2 separate regions of the Mus musculus genome follow, and region 2 is linked to region 1. Evidence: chromatin contacts called from public Hi-C data. All regions are on one chromosome and are shown on one strand. Each heading gives the region's core, a stretch centred on a gene start, on an enhancer-like site or on the middle of the called end of the contact. The rest is flanking DNA. Distances are from core to core; before and after follow the strand shown.

Region 1 (7,174 bases), core at 4,192-6,691:
GTGCTAGATCCTGGAATCTTCAACACCAACCTGCCAGGCAAGACTTACTAGTACAATAGAGGCATGGACATTATGGGGAAACCAAGTGGTTTCTGGATGACTTGAGGCTGCTGCATATAAAGGGACCTGGTACTGTACACCAGATCAAAAGCCCATAGCTTGGGATAGCATAGACCCTGGGAGAGGGGAGACCTACTATTGCTATTCTGATACATGGTCATGTCAAATTGCCTTCTAGATCTTTCCAGATCCCCTAGATCTGGGCTGCTCTCAACTTTGGTGAGAGAAGTTTCTTTTTTGCACTGAGCAGAGAGGACTGAGGGAACTCATAAATAGAAACACTGCTGAACCAGTACTCTACCCTAAAGAGACATCTTTATCAACCCCTCAACATACTTTGTGGACAAGACAGTAGAAAGGTTCTAAGAGCTCAAACATGGAGGGGAACCATGCAAAATTCCATCTTCTGAATAAGATGTGGCTGGCGCATCCATGAACTCACATCATCGATGATTACCTGTACAAGAACAAGCTAGCTAGAATTTCAGCATGGATGAAGGTGGGGCAGAGTAGGGGGTGGTTCCAAGGCCCCACCTCTAGCCAAGGAGCCATTAATCGTTTGGTAGTGGCTGGGGAAGGAAGAATCATTTTCCTTTGTGGGGTGTGGCCACTCAGGGACTCACAGATGCTGTGAGTATGTTTAAAAACACATGAACTTGTTCAGGGGATGTTGGGGTGGGGCGGTTCTAGGTGGGGAGTTGGAGGAGGAAAATTGGGGTAGATGTGATCACAATGTATTGCATACATCTTTACAATTCTCAAAGAACGAATGGAAACATTTGTGATTTGTAGTTTCTCCTTTCAGAACTACATCCTACCATGCAGAAAACAAAGTAACTTAGGTAATTAACATAGTACCCTGGCTCTCTAAAACGGTCTCATCTGAGAAGTGTTTATACATTTTTATAAACATTTATTTCTAGATGAAATCAGAGACCTAAAATTCAACCCCCACAAAGCAAGAAATTTAGAGAGAGAGAGAGAGAACTAAAGAGATGGAGTTACAAAAATACCCAGTGGTGTCATTTGAAAGATTGCCATCAAGACCATGTGAAACCAAGGAAATAAACAGAAAAATCTTGGATGATGTCAAAATCCCAGCAGACCTGACTTGGCAGCAATGCCTCCCAGGCACAGCCGAGAGACATGTCATGTGCTGGGATTTCCGAAGCTGCAGAGTCAGATGACATTTGTAAATCCAAGTCTGAGAGGCTTCCAGGATGCCCTGCGATTCCTTTGTCATTGTAGAGAAACCTCATAGTTGTACAGCATTTAATAGTCCCAATTTCCTCTCTTACTCACAATGCACAAATGTCACTAGATTTAGTAAATAAAATTACCCAAATTCTTTTCATCTGAAATATCCTAGCAAGATTATTATTTTCTTAATGCTTGGGGTGTTTTAATCTGTGTGCCAGTCATGGCTTCAACAGCATTTCACACATTACTGGTGATTTGCTGGTGATGGTCATGTTTGGGGAACTGTTGACTTTATTTATTGGATTGCTTGTGTGTGTGCTTAGTATCTTTAGTTTTTTATATGGTCTAAATATTAATGCTATTTATGAAGAGTAAAGAGACTAATGGGAGTGGAAGGGGGTAAGAGAGGTTCAGGCGGATGAGTGTGGTCACAATAAGAAAGGGGGATGGCAGAGGCTCCTGGGGGTGAGTGTCGTCATAGTACAGAATATGTCTAGATGAGAGTCTCACAAAAGAACTCCTCAGTTGTTTCTGGTTTTGAATTTGTCTTTTGTTTGTTTGTTTGTTTGTTGCTTTGGGTTTTGTGTGTATCAATTTTCCAAACAGGGTTCTTCTGTGTAGCCTTTGCTCATTTTGAACTCATGGCAATCTCCTGCCCCAGCTCCTCGAATGCTGTCATTATAACTATGCAATGCTATGCCCACTACTTTGTACAATGAATATGTGCTAATAATTCTTTTAAAGTTTCAGTTAACTGTGATTTTCAGGTAAACCACGCATTATTCCCCCAAGATAAGATCCAAATTAGACTTGAAGTACCATTACTACCTTAAAGCAAAAAATAAAAAAAGAAAGAAAGAAAGGAAGGAAGGAAGGAAGGAAGGAAGGAAGGAAGGAAGGAATTAAGTCAAACCATAGCAAACAAAGGACTGTATAGATAAGTAGGTCTAACATAATATTTGGAACTTAGGTTAAAATGTATTTATGCTTACCATCTGAAATTCCAACTTAACTAGAAACCAGTGCCTTCCTCCAGTAACTACCAACAAATTATAAAACTTGTAGCTTCTAGAAAGCCCACATCTTCCAGATTGTTTCTTTGTGCGAGAAAGACTCTGAGAGAAACTCAAGGCATTGAGAGAAGGGTTATTCTAAACTTGGAGGAACTCTAGTCTAGGCACACTAGCACCATTTGAATAATGGGCACAGGGACTGTTGTTTACCTGACTGTCAGCTAAGGCCAGAACTCATTTACCTGAGACCCAGGATCACAGCAAGGTTGAGAACCCAGTGTGCTTCTGCGATCACCTGGGCCATCCTTGGCTGCTAACAACAGACTTGTTCCTCTAGTGGGTGCTTTCTCCAGGCCAAACACCAGGAATCTGAGTTAGCCGACTGTCCTCAGCCCAGCCCAGCCCCCCTCTCTGCTCTCATTCTCCCGTCATAGTTCCTGGGCCCACTGGGTTCATCTGATTGCCGCTGTCAGGACTTTGCCTCTTCTTCCTTTCTTCTCTCTGCCCAAACTGGAATCCAAGCTCTCAGCAGACCCACTGCCCTCAAAGAATAGATGGGGCACTGGGGGGTCCAGAAGCTGCCCCCAAGGTATAGTCTCTTTGGCCATTTTAGCATTTGGGACCCCAACGTACCATCTATGGATTTCTGTCCCCCAAAGCCTTCAAATTTGTCAAGACAGGTTTACATTTAATTTCACAACATGGGGCACAAAGAACTCATGATGCCCCATTTTGGGCACACAGGTTAAAAACATAGGGGTGCTACCAGATGTCATGTGAACACATTGCCATCACGTATTCCAGAACACTGCCCAGAGATAGGTATGTATTTAAATATAACATGCTCATTTATAGAGGTGAAGGAGCAGTTAGCGTACCTCTTACATGCTCCGAGTTGCCTTTGAAATAAGGGATGATATATATGTAACCATGGGAGTTCTCAAATGGGGGCCTTCAAGAATCAACCATGGTGCTTGAGAAATTTCTGTCTACCTCTCAAAGAGCATGATGCTGCGCATACCCTAGTGCCTGCACGGACTGCTAATGATAATGCCGACAGTAACTGCTAATGACAGACACGGGCAGTCAGGGGGTGCTAGCCATGCATGCCACAGGTACCACACCGGAGATAGCAGATACTACTTAATTTGGTGAGACTATGGGAAAGGCAAAATCTCAATAAACTGGTTAGAGGTTGTGGAATCTCCAGTGCAGGAAGTAGGAAGTGACTTCCTCCTTTGCTGACTCCCAAGAGGAGCCCATCACCCTCCCGTTGGCGGAGGGGGAGGGGGAGGGGGAGGGGGAGGGGGAGGGGGAGGGGGAGGGGGAGGGGGAGGGGGAGAGCATGTGGGATGCTTGCAGCATCTGACCAGAGTCTTCTCTACGCACACCTGTTCTCTTTGTCCACTCAGTAGGTAATGTTTCTGTGGCTGATTGAGAGACTTTCTTCTTTGGGTGGGTGGGGGGGCTGAGGGGGGGGGGGGAGAAGGGGGTTTTCATACATGCAAGGCAAGTCTCTCTGTACCATAATACACTTTTCACTTTTAAAAAAGTAATTAATTCACTAGCTATATTCATGTTGAGATTACTTGTGCTTATTTTATTTACTAACATAAACTTTTTTTTTTGTTTTTTTGTTTTTTTTTTTTTTTGGAGACAGTGTCTCATTAACCTGCCCAGTTTGGCTTTGAGCTCCCACAGGTAGCCCAGAGTAGCTTTGAACTTGCAATCTATGGTCTCAGTCTGTCAATTAACTGAGATTACAGGCCTGTGTGGCCAGGCCAAGCTGAGGGCCTTTATTCTCAAATGACTGTGAGGAAAGACTTCCCCAAAGCCTGGTAGGACAGGTGTTTAGATTCATGTCTCAAAAGATATGTGGAGGCCCTAGGTGTGCCCGAGGGAACCTGAGGCAGGAGGATTGTGTTTTCAAGGCTAGCCTGAGCTATACAATGAGTCCTTGTCTCTAAAACCAAAGCAAAACAAATAAAAAGGTCTAAAACCCATAAAAACCTAACCCCCACTTCTCCTAAGAAAGCACAGGGGATTTCCCCAGCTGTCTTCTCCCAGAATTTTCTTCAAACAAGAAAAGACGGTCACAGAAGTGAACAAATAGGCCTTAGAAGTACAGAGTCTTAAACGAACTAACCAACAAGCAAACAAACATCCCAGCTTATGGCTGGTGCAGTGAGCAGAAGCAACCATCCAGGTGACAGGAAATAGCTCATCCGCTGTGACTGGCTCTACTCATCCAAACAGTGATCCAGACTCGTGGGAGCCTTGGACAGAGGTCAAGAGTCCTTGGGCTTCGTCTTTGTCCCTCCTCTCTTCCACTTTCCTCTCCTTCTCTCTCCCCCTCCCTTCTCCCTCCTCCTCCCCTTCCACCTTTTCTGATCCTTAGCTTGCCTATCTCCCCTGCCTTCTTGTCTTCTCCATCCTTTTACCCCTGCCCCCCTTTTCTCCTCCTTTCTCCCTTTCCCCTTCTTACCCCCCTCTTTTCTCCTCCCCCCTCTTTTTTTCTCCCCCTCTCCCTGCCACCTCATCCCAGATCTTAGGCTTCCCTACCAGATACCCACAGCTTGCTTTGTGTGATTGTTAGAAGACCCAAAATACTTGAGTGAATTCTTTACTTTGGGGGGGGGGGTAAAATCAGGTTTCAAACCTCTTCTGTGTTTAGGGAATTCTGTTTGTTTGTTTGTTTGTTTGTTTGTTTTTCGAGACAGGGCTTCTCTGTGTAGCCCTGGCTGTCCTGGAACTCACTCTGTAGACCAGGCTGGCCTTGAACTCAGAAATCCACCTGCCTCTGCCTCCTGAGTGCTGGGACTAAAGGTGTGTGTGGTGTGCCACCACTGCCTGGTTGGGAATTCTTAGGAATTCTCCCTGACTTAGGATCATTCCAGCATCTGCTGTGTGAGTGGAAAGCTATTGTGAATCTAACGTGGTCTAATGAGGATTGCTCAGGACAAAAAAAAATAAAAAATAAAAAATAAAAATAAAAATAAAAAAAACCCAAAACCTGGGTCACAGAATCACATGTGTTGCTGTCACGAGCCAGCTTTTAATTATGTGCTTTTGATTACCAGGGCAACAAGGGGAGAAACTGTTCCTCTGGGTGACCTCATAACCACCAACAGAAAAACAAAGAAGACCTCAGGCACTCCTCCTCAGACAGCAGTGTGGTTACTGTAGAAGGCACATTCACAGGAGGATTTCTTATCATTGCTGGGTGCTAGCTGCTGCCATATTGGCTGTGGCCTCTTTACAGATTTTGAACTGCTTGGAAGAAGAAATTATACTTTTCTTTAGAATGTTGTTCTCTCTCGACACCTGTACAAACACACACGAACGAACACACACACACACACACACACAGAGAGAGAGAGAGAGAGAGACAGAGACAGAGACAGAGACAGAGACAGAGAGACAGAGAGAGAGACAGAGAGAGAGTAAAAATAATAAGGGAAAGGCAAGATCAGGCATCATTCAGCTATCCCTCATGTGCACGGAGAGCTAAGCTGGTGCCCTTGTAGGATACTGAAATCCATATTAATACTCAGTTTCTTATTAAAATTGGCATATTATTTGCCTAGCATCTCAACACCTCCTTCAACATACTTTAATTCACTCATTTGTTGATTGATATCCATAGATGATCTTGTTGAGTGGCTCTCGCTGGCCTGAAACTCACTATGTAGTCCAGGTTAGCTTCAGACTCATGACTACCCTCCCATCGCAACATCTTGAGTGCCAGTTTTACTGGTGTGCATCAGAACATCCAGCCGTCATAAATTTTAAAGCATGCCAGAGTGACCAAAAATAGTTAATACAGTAGAAATGTCTGTAACTCGTGGCTACATTGCATTTTAAGGGGATAATGATACCCTTTAGGAAGTTTTGTTTTTGTTTTTGTTTTTTAAGTATTCTAAACATAGTTATGGTAGACAGTACTTTTTGCTGAGTATTTATAATCATTTGTTGATTGAATTCATGGCACAATGTAGCAGAAATGGGTATGAGTATTTGACTTTGTCTCTGTCTCTGTCTCTTTCTGTGTGTATGTTTCCTGTGTGTGTGTGTGCTTGCATGCACGCACATGTGAGTGCATGTATAAGTTCCACCCCACAAGTTAATTCCCCTCTTGGGTGTCCCTCTTCCCATCAGCACTCTCCTCTCAGATCCTCCTACTTCTTGGACTTTGTCTTTGCCAAGGGTCTCATCCATTCTACCATCCTCCCCTGAGTTTACTGGGCATTGTTCGTGTGTGCCCTCTTTTGCCAAGTAAAATGGTGTAATCCAACCCTTGTGGAAGAGTTAACTAACTAGAGTGGAAGGCCACCAGTGTATAAGGATACCTATAATAACAAAAAGCATTGTTCTTGGGCACAAGTTATTAATTTGTCTGCTATTGAAATTTGAACATAACATTAAATATTGCATATTGGAAAATCATACCTTTCCGCCAATGTTTGTGTACAGCCCTATCCTGACAGTGTTTAGAAGATCTCTTTTTTATTATAGAACTATACCCAAATGATTTCCCTCTATCCTGATTCACTAGTACTCTAGTCTCTGATAAGGGAACTCTGTATGGTCATCATTGCCATCATGGGCTGAAAAGAGCTCCTCCCTCCCTCCCTCCTTCCCTCCCTCCCTCCCTCTCTCCAAGCTTCCCTCCCCCCTCCCCCCTCTCTCTATGTGCATGTGTACAGGTGAGCACATATAGATAAGCCCATATATATGTGAATGTGGCAATGAAGCCAGAAGCCATCCTGAGGTGTGTTGCTTCCCAGGATCCATCCACACTGGATTTTGAGGCAGGGTCTCTTAAGTGACCCAGAGATTCCCAATTAGGATATGCTAGTCTGGCTAGCCAGTCATCACCAGGGTCCTTCCTGTCTTTGCCC
Region 2 (6,719 bases), core at 1,572-4,071, 150 kb before region 1:
CCAAAGAATTAGAGATTGTTTGTCCTGCATACTACATATTTAATTTGTTTTTCACTTTATGTGTATGGGTGCTTTGGCTGTATACAAGTCTTTGCGCCCTGTGAATGTAGTACCTGTGGAGACCAGAAGAGGGCATCAGATTCCATAGGTCTGAAATTACAGATGGCTGTGAGCCACCATGTGGATGCTGGGAATAGAACCCAGGTCCTCCAGAAGAGCAGTCAGTGCTCTTAACCTCTGAGCCATCTCTCCAGCCCTACTCATTACATGTTTTTAGACAGACAGGCAGGCAAGCAGGCAGGCAGGCAGGCAGGCAGGCAGACAGACAGACAGACAGACAGACAGACAGACAGATTGAAAGAATAAAATTTCATGCTGTGTCTTCTGATTTGTGGCAACTCCTCAGGTAACAACACTCAGACTTCTACTTTAATTAGAACAATAATCCCAGCACTTCTAAGGCTAAGCTAGAAGGACAGTGAGGTTGAGACCTACTTGGTTATATAAAGAGACAATGTTATTTGTAAATAAGTAAATGAATAAACAATAGATTTTACTAGCAAAGAATTTTAGGGTGTCTGTGTGTCTGTGTGTCTGTGTGTGTGTGTGTGTGTGTGTGTGTCTGTGTGTGTCTGTGTACATTGTATGCCTGTCCATGTGGAGGCCAGAGACAATGCTTTCTCCTCAATAGCTCTTTGTCGTATCTTCTGAGGCAAGGTCTTTCACTGAACCAGTAGCTCCCACCGCTTAGGCCAATGGGCCAATGAGCTCCAAGGATCGGCTTGACTGCCTGCCTACCATTCCTAGCTCTTCTGCCTGGGCACTAGGGTCTCGTGCCTGACTGACAGGTACTTTACCAACTCAGCCACTTCTCTAGCATAAAAACCAAGGGTTCTAGTTGTAGTTCTTTCTTTTCCAATTTATTAAATATATATCCCATACTATACTGTAACTTTGGTTATCAATGTTCATTGTAAATATGATTTTATAATGATATATATAATTATCAAATATCACACCCTCCTAGGTGGCAGCAGCACTGCAGAAATTCACATCCCGCCCTACATAGTATCCCCAGCAGAGAGACCAGATCATGAAAACGTGAATTAAGCATGAAGACGGAGGCCAATAAGAGTGGTGTTCAACTGGAGATGCAGCCAGCACTACCTCACCTGCTGATAGTGCAGAGAGCCTCGCTTCTACCCACAGCTCTGCCAAGGCAAAATAAACACAGTCCTAAATCTAGTATTTAAGATGGTAATTTTTCCTTGAAGTTATTGCAAGACAGATATTATTAAAAGCAACAACAAAAACGTCTGCCAGCCCCAAATGCTCAAATTCTAATGAAGAAGAAAAGAAAAGTGATTTTTTTTTTAATAAAAAAAATGCACCTCAGTAAATCATGTATGTTAACTATAAAAGGAGGGGAAATAGCAAAGGTTCCACAGTGTCAATCAGATACAATGAAATCACCTAGCTACAGCCAGTTACTATGGTCATGTGACAGCACCATGTGGCCACTGTAGTAGCACTGGAAACAGCAGTCATCAGGAACAGTGTGGGAAACCAGAAAAGTGTGCCATACCACACCATGTCAGCTGTGCTGCACACTTTACACATTTACACACATATGTACATATTTATACAAATATGTGTAAATGTTTATGTATAGATGCACATGTAGCTTCATATATATATATACACATATACATATATACATGAACTATTATGAATGACCGATTCTTGTGAGTATATGACCTTCCAATTCTTCTTCAATGAATATAGATGAACACAGTGTCATTTCTTCTGCCATGAAGGGAGCAAGGGACATCATACTGTTCTTCCTAAAGCACAAACCCTCGGATCAAGCTAGTTTTTAGGGGCTCCTCAGGCAAATGACTGAACCAAGTATAACACTATAGAACACTTCAGACTGCCACCAACATTGACAGATAAGTAAATGAATGCCAAACAGGCACTTTTTATGCACTGCTGAGAGCTGAGAGCTATGAGAACACAAAAGTCATTAGCTTTCAAGTGCAGTTCTCTCTCCTTGGACAGGAAAAGGCAAGATGACCCATTTTCCTGGTACTAACCATTGGGGGCTCACATTTCTGCGTGAGGTTAATGAAAATGTACGCCCCTTAAATGTTACTGTTCTAGTGAGAAGCTTGATCAGAGAAAAAAATAATGTTGCCCTTAAATAGCCAACAAGTAGTGTGCTGGTATCAAGATGCTCACCCCCTGCATCTGTGCTGAGGCTGAAAGCCACGGGCCAGCACAGCGGCTTCTCTCCTACACTCCCATGCCTTCCTCATCGCAGGGGAGTTGATAGGGCCGCAAAAGGAAAGTCGTTGTTCTTCTCTCTCCATACATACACACATAACCTTCAGCTGCAGCACCCTGCTGCCTCCCTGGCTGTAGTCAAGGCAAGGTTCTCCCTTTTCTAAGCCCCTGAGAGCCTCTTCACTGTGAGCCAGTGCCTAGTGAGGGAGGGCTTGGGACTCCTCTGCTGGTCTCTCCACAGGAGACAGGCAGGCACTGTATGCTCTGTCAGCACGCAGCATGGCGAACTCACTGAACTTGGTGCTTCCCCTTCCCATGGGCCTCTTCTCCTCACTGTTCACCTCTGTCTACTGCTGCTGCTGCTCTGACCTTCCACAAACCTTACAACAGGAAACACAACTTTCCAGTGAACCAGAAACTGTCAGTAAGAATACAATTTTTTTTAAGACTCAGTACAATTTGACTAGACAGAGCACCAAACAGTCCTGTCCACACACCACAGTAGAGATCAGTAACAAGCCATGCCCCTTGTCTCTCACACTCCGTTCTGAAACACCAAGGGAAATAGGTCACTGCAGAGACTGCCTCCCTTGCCACCTCTGAGGACATGTGGACTAAAGCAGCTGCACGGAAAGTCTCCTGGTCTGCGGGGCGGGTGCTGGAGTCGGGTGGGCGGGCTCAGTGGTTGAGAGCACAGAACACTTGCAGAAGACCTGAGGTTGGTTCCTAGCACTCATGTCAGGAGGCTCACCGTCATCTGTAAATCCAGTTCGAGGGCATCTGACGGCTCTTACCCACTTGGGCATCTGCACACCTATACACATATCCACAAACCGGCATGTAAATACACATGTAGTTTAAAATGAAATCCTTAAAGCTGCAAAATATAAAGGCATTTAATCCAGCTACAGGAAATGCAGTTTTTCTAATAATGAAAACCACAATTTTTTTCAAAGATGTGGTAACGAGATCTTTACTTCACCCCTCGAGGTCAAGTTCTAAGCCCAGGTCTTAGGGCAACACTCCCAGCCACTTCAACACCAATGGCACATCACAGCACTGGCTACATCACAGCACTGGCTACATCACAGCACTGGCTACATCACAGCACTGGCTACATCACAGCACCGGCTACATCACAGCACCGGCTACATCACAGCACCGGCTACATCACAGCACCGGCTACATCACAGCACCGGCTACATCACAGCACCGGCTACATCACAGCACCGGCTGCATCACAGCACCGGCTGCATCACAGCACCGGCTGCATCACAGCACCGGCTGCATCACAGCACCGGCTGCATCACAGCACCGGCTGCATCACAGCACCGGCTGCATCACAGCACCGGCTGCATCACAGCACCGGCTGCATCACAGCACCGGCTGCATCACAGCACCGGCTGCATCACAGCACCGGCTGCATCACAGCACCGGCTGCATCACAGCACCGGCTGCATCACAGCACCGGCTGCATCACAGCACCGGCTGCATCACAGCACCGGCTGCATCACAGCACCGGCTGCATCACAGCACCGGCTGCATCACAGCACCGGCTGCATCACAGCACCGGCTGCATCACAGCACCGGCTGCATCACAGCACCGGCTGCATCACAGCACCGGCTGCATCACAGCACCGGCTGCATCACAGCACCGGCTGCATCACAGCACCGGCTGCATCACAGCACCGGCTGCATCACAGCACCGGCTGCATCACAGCACCGGCTGCATCACAGCACCGGCTGCATCACAGCACCGGCTGCATCACAGCACCGGCTGCATCACAGCACCGGCTGCATCACAGCACCGGCTGCATCACAGCACCGGCTGCATCACAGCACCGGCTACATCACAGCACTGGCTACATCACAGCACTGGGGCCTAGAGGGCCACCAAGTGACCCACCGGGGAGGAATCCCTTGTGTTGAGCTAAAGAACAAGAGGAGGGAGCAAGCTGAGACGACATAATACAGTGAGTGTGACAAGGACGATCTGAGGCTCATTTCTGGTTCTTGACAAAGAAAGACATCTTAGGTTCATCTCAAAAGGCAGTTCTGATGTCTGAGACCATGGATGGACTACAGGAGACACACAATTAGTATTAGCACCTGCCACCACCTTCAGAAATGCTAACTTTTTAAAACTCATCAAATAGCCAGGCGTGGTGGCACACACCTTTAATTCCAGCACTTGGGAGGCAGAGGCAGGCGGATTTCTGAGTTCGAGGCCAGCCTGGTTCCAGGACAGCCAGGGCTATACAGAGAAACCCTGTCTCAAAAAAAAAAAAAAAAAAAGCCTCATCAAATAATGCCCTGTGCACAGACATCAGATAACTGTACTTACTTCATATACAATGGGCATTTTATAAAAAGATCTCATATTTTATAGATTAGAACCTTCAACGGTGGCAATGCATGTGCTACAAAAGCCATCTGAAGCCCTTTCAGAGACTTCCTGCGCTTCTTAGGCACGTCTTCAGTAATCAATATAAACTAGGTGAGTTTACTCTGTCATGGATAAGCCTCGCTCCTGTTCCACCTGAACGACATTGGTTTTTAATCCCAAGCTAGGCACAAACCAGCGCCAGGAGTTTCCAAACTCTGTTCTCAGCCTAGAGGCCTGCCTGCGATAGACGGACCAAATGCTGAGCTCTCTCTGGGTAACCCACTCTCTTTTGGAAAGTCCCCACACAGGGCTTGAACTCATTGTGAAACAGAGGCTGCCTTTCTCCTATCAGTCAGGGCCAGCTTATAGGAAAGGACGGTTGCAGGAAGCCGCAGGGAGGGGCTCTCTCCTAGGACTGCTGCAGAGCAGCTGCGGCGAGTGTGATGGGGGGCTGGGGTGGGGGCCACTGCTAACCAAGAGTTTACAAACGTTAAACTCTAACAACAAAGGCTTCCATCTCTTAGCAATCGTAGTGATATCCAATCATGTTCCACCCTTTCCCATAGTTCTGCTCTGCCTGAGAGAAACAGTGGCTCGAGTGTGCACCCTAGCACATAAGTGCAATTGGATAGGTTTTCTCCTCATGGAATATAAAACACAGAGAGAGAGAGAGAGAGACAGAGAGAGAGAGAGAGAGAGAGAGAGAGAGAGAGAGAGAGAGAGAGACACAGAGAGATACCATACACTGCAGTTACATTTTACCTATAAACATAGCCTATATGTTTGTATATACATATATATGCATACACAAAGAAAATACAAAATTAAAAATAAGCCAGATGTGGACTTACACAGGTGAGGCAGGCAGGTCACAAGTGTCAGTCAGTCCCAGGATAGTCTAGACTACATAGTGAAGCCTGTCTTAAATGTTAGTACTTAATTTACTTCTAAAAAGCAGCATAAGCCATAAATTTTAAGTGGATACTTATTGGTGGGGAGAAACCCAATATAAAAGCTAGTTTCCTTAGCAGTATTTTTCTTTCTAGATTCTACTCCAGAAATATCTTAAAGAATTATAAAATAAAAATATTTAATTATTTCTAAAAAAAAAAAAACCTGAAAATTGTATTAAGTTGTGACATAAACACACAGATGAACAAGTAAGGGCCAAATATTCAAATATATTACTGAATGAGTCAGCCCATCCCTCCAGGCCTCACGAGGAACAAACTGTTCTTCAGAGCAAATGGAAATCCGAGAGTAAGACCAGAAGTTATGGGGTGGGGGACAGGTGAAGAGCAAGAACCGAATAAGCCCAGAAACAAAGGCAACCAGTGCCAGGCTTTACCTGCCAGCCCCACAGACAGCTTTAATCTTTCTAGTGCCCACAAGTGGCAGACGGCAATGCTCTCCTCATTCACACGTGAGGGTAGCAATTCTTAACACTGTAGCACACTGACAGGGTAGGCAGAGCTGGAATTTGAAGTCTCACCATGGTTTTCTCCTGCTAGGGTGCTGGATGAAGTAACCCTGAGCTTGGGGTAGGTAGTGTGGTCTGGTGGAACACAGATGGCTCCAAGCCTCCTGGCCCAGCCTACCGCACAGCAGGGAACAAGTTCAGCAGCATCGAGGGCCAAGCACGCTTCTGCTGAAAACTTCCTGGCTTTCTACCCTCAGTCAGTGCTATAAACCAGATCAAATTCCAACTCCATAAGTGACATCTAAAGAAAGCAAAATGTCCCAAAAGAAGCATTCCAAAGAAGCCAGGGCTCCCTAAGGTAAATCCATTAATCTTACATTGCCACATTCTCCTAAGATGCCTACAGGTCAACACCATACTCAGTAGTGCCTATGTCACTGAATATCCTGCAGCTCAAATACACGCTATGACTCTAACTAGGCTGGGAGAATAAACTGTGCCCCTTCCACACATAGACCTTCATCACAGATGCTCTGTTCCTCTGGATACCTAGGGCTGGTTAGACTCTGCAGTCTAAAGCCCCTCATCACACTGAACACTTTCTATATTTTACATTACTAACACAGG

The links. Hi-C and Micro-C count contacts between places; a contact is called where the count stands out from the background.
Region 2: a Hi-C map of bone marrow-derived DN3 thymocytes shows a contact between it and region 1, with 2.3 times the contacts expected there. The contact joins two enhancer-like sites. A contact is called at or near these places in 3 of 484 Hi-C or Micro-C datasets (CD4 T cells, CD8 T cells and bone marrow-derived DN3 thymocytes) and 2 of 115 datasets of contacts at active chromatin or transcription factors (double positive thymocytes and memory CD8 T cells).

What each region holds. Positions count from the first base shown.
Region 1 is chr13:41,946,683-41,953,856 of GRCm38.p6, reverse strand. No RefSeq gene overlaps it. Among named protein-coding and RNA genes, the nearest start is that of Gm22157, 49 kb to the right of the region's middle. Within about 2 kb of position 5,441, at least 26 of the 459 cell types and tissues checked have an H3K27ac peak or open chromatin away from gene starts, as enhancers often do. A contact at or near this core is called in CD8 T cells, double positive thymocytes and memory CD8 T cells, where this site is marked.
Region 2 is chr13:42,092,128-42,098,846 of GRCm38.p6, reverse strand. All of the region lies in intron 2 of Hivep1 (human immunodeficiency virus type I enhancer binding protein 1), which reads right to left. Among named protein-coding and RNA genes, the nearest start is that of Hivep1, 43 kb to the right of the region's middle. Within about 2 kb of position 2,821, at least 114 of the 459 cell types and tissues checked have an H3K27ac peak or open chromatin away from gene starts, as enhancers often do. A contact at or near this core is called in CD8 T cells, double positive thymocytes and memory CD8 T cells, where this site is marked.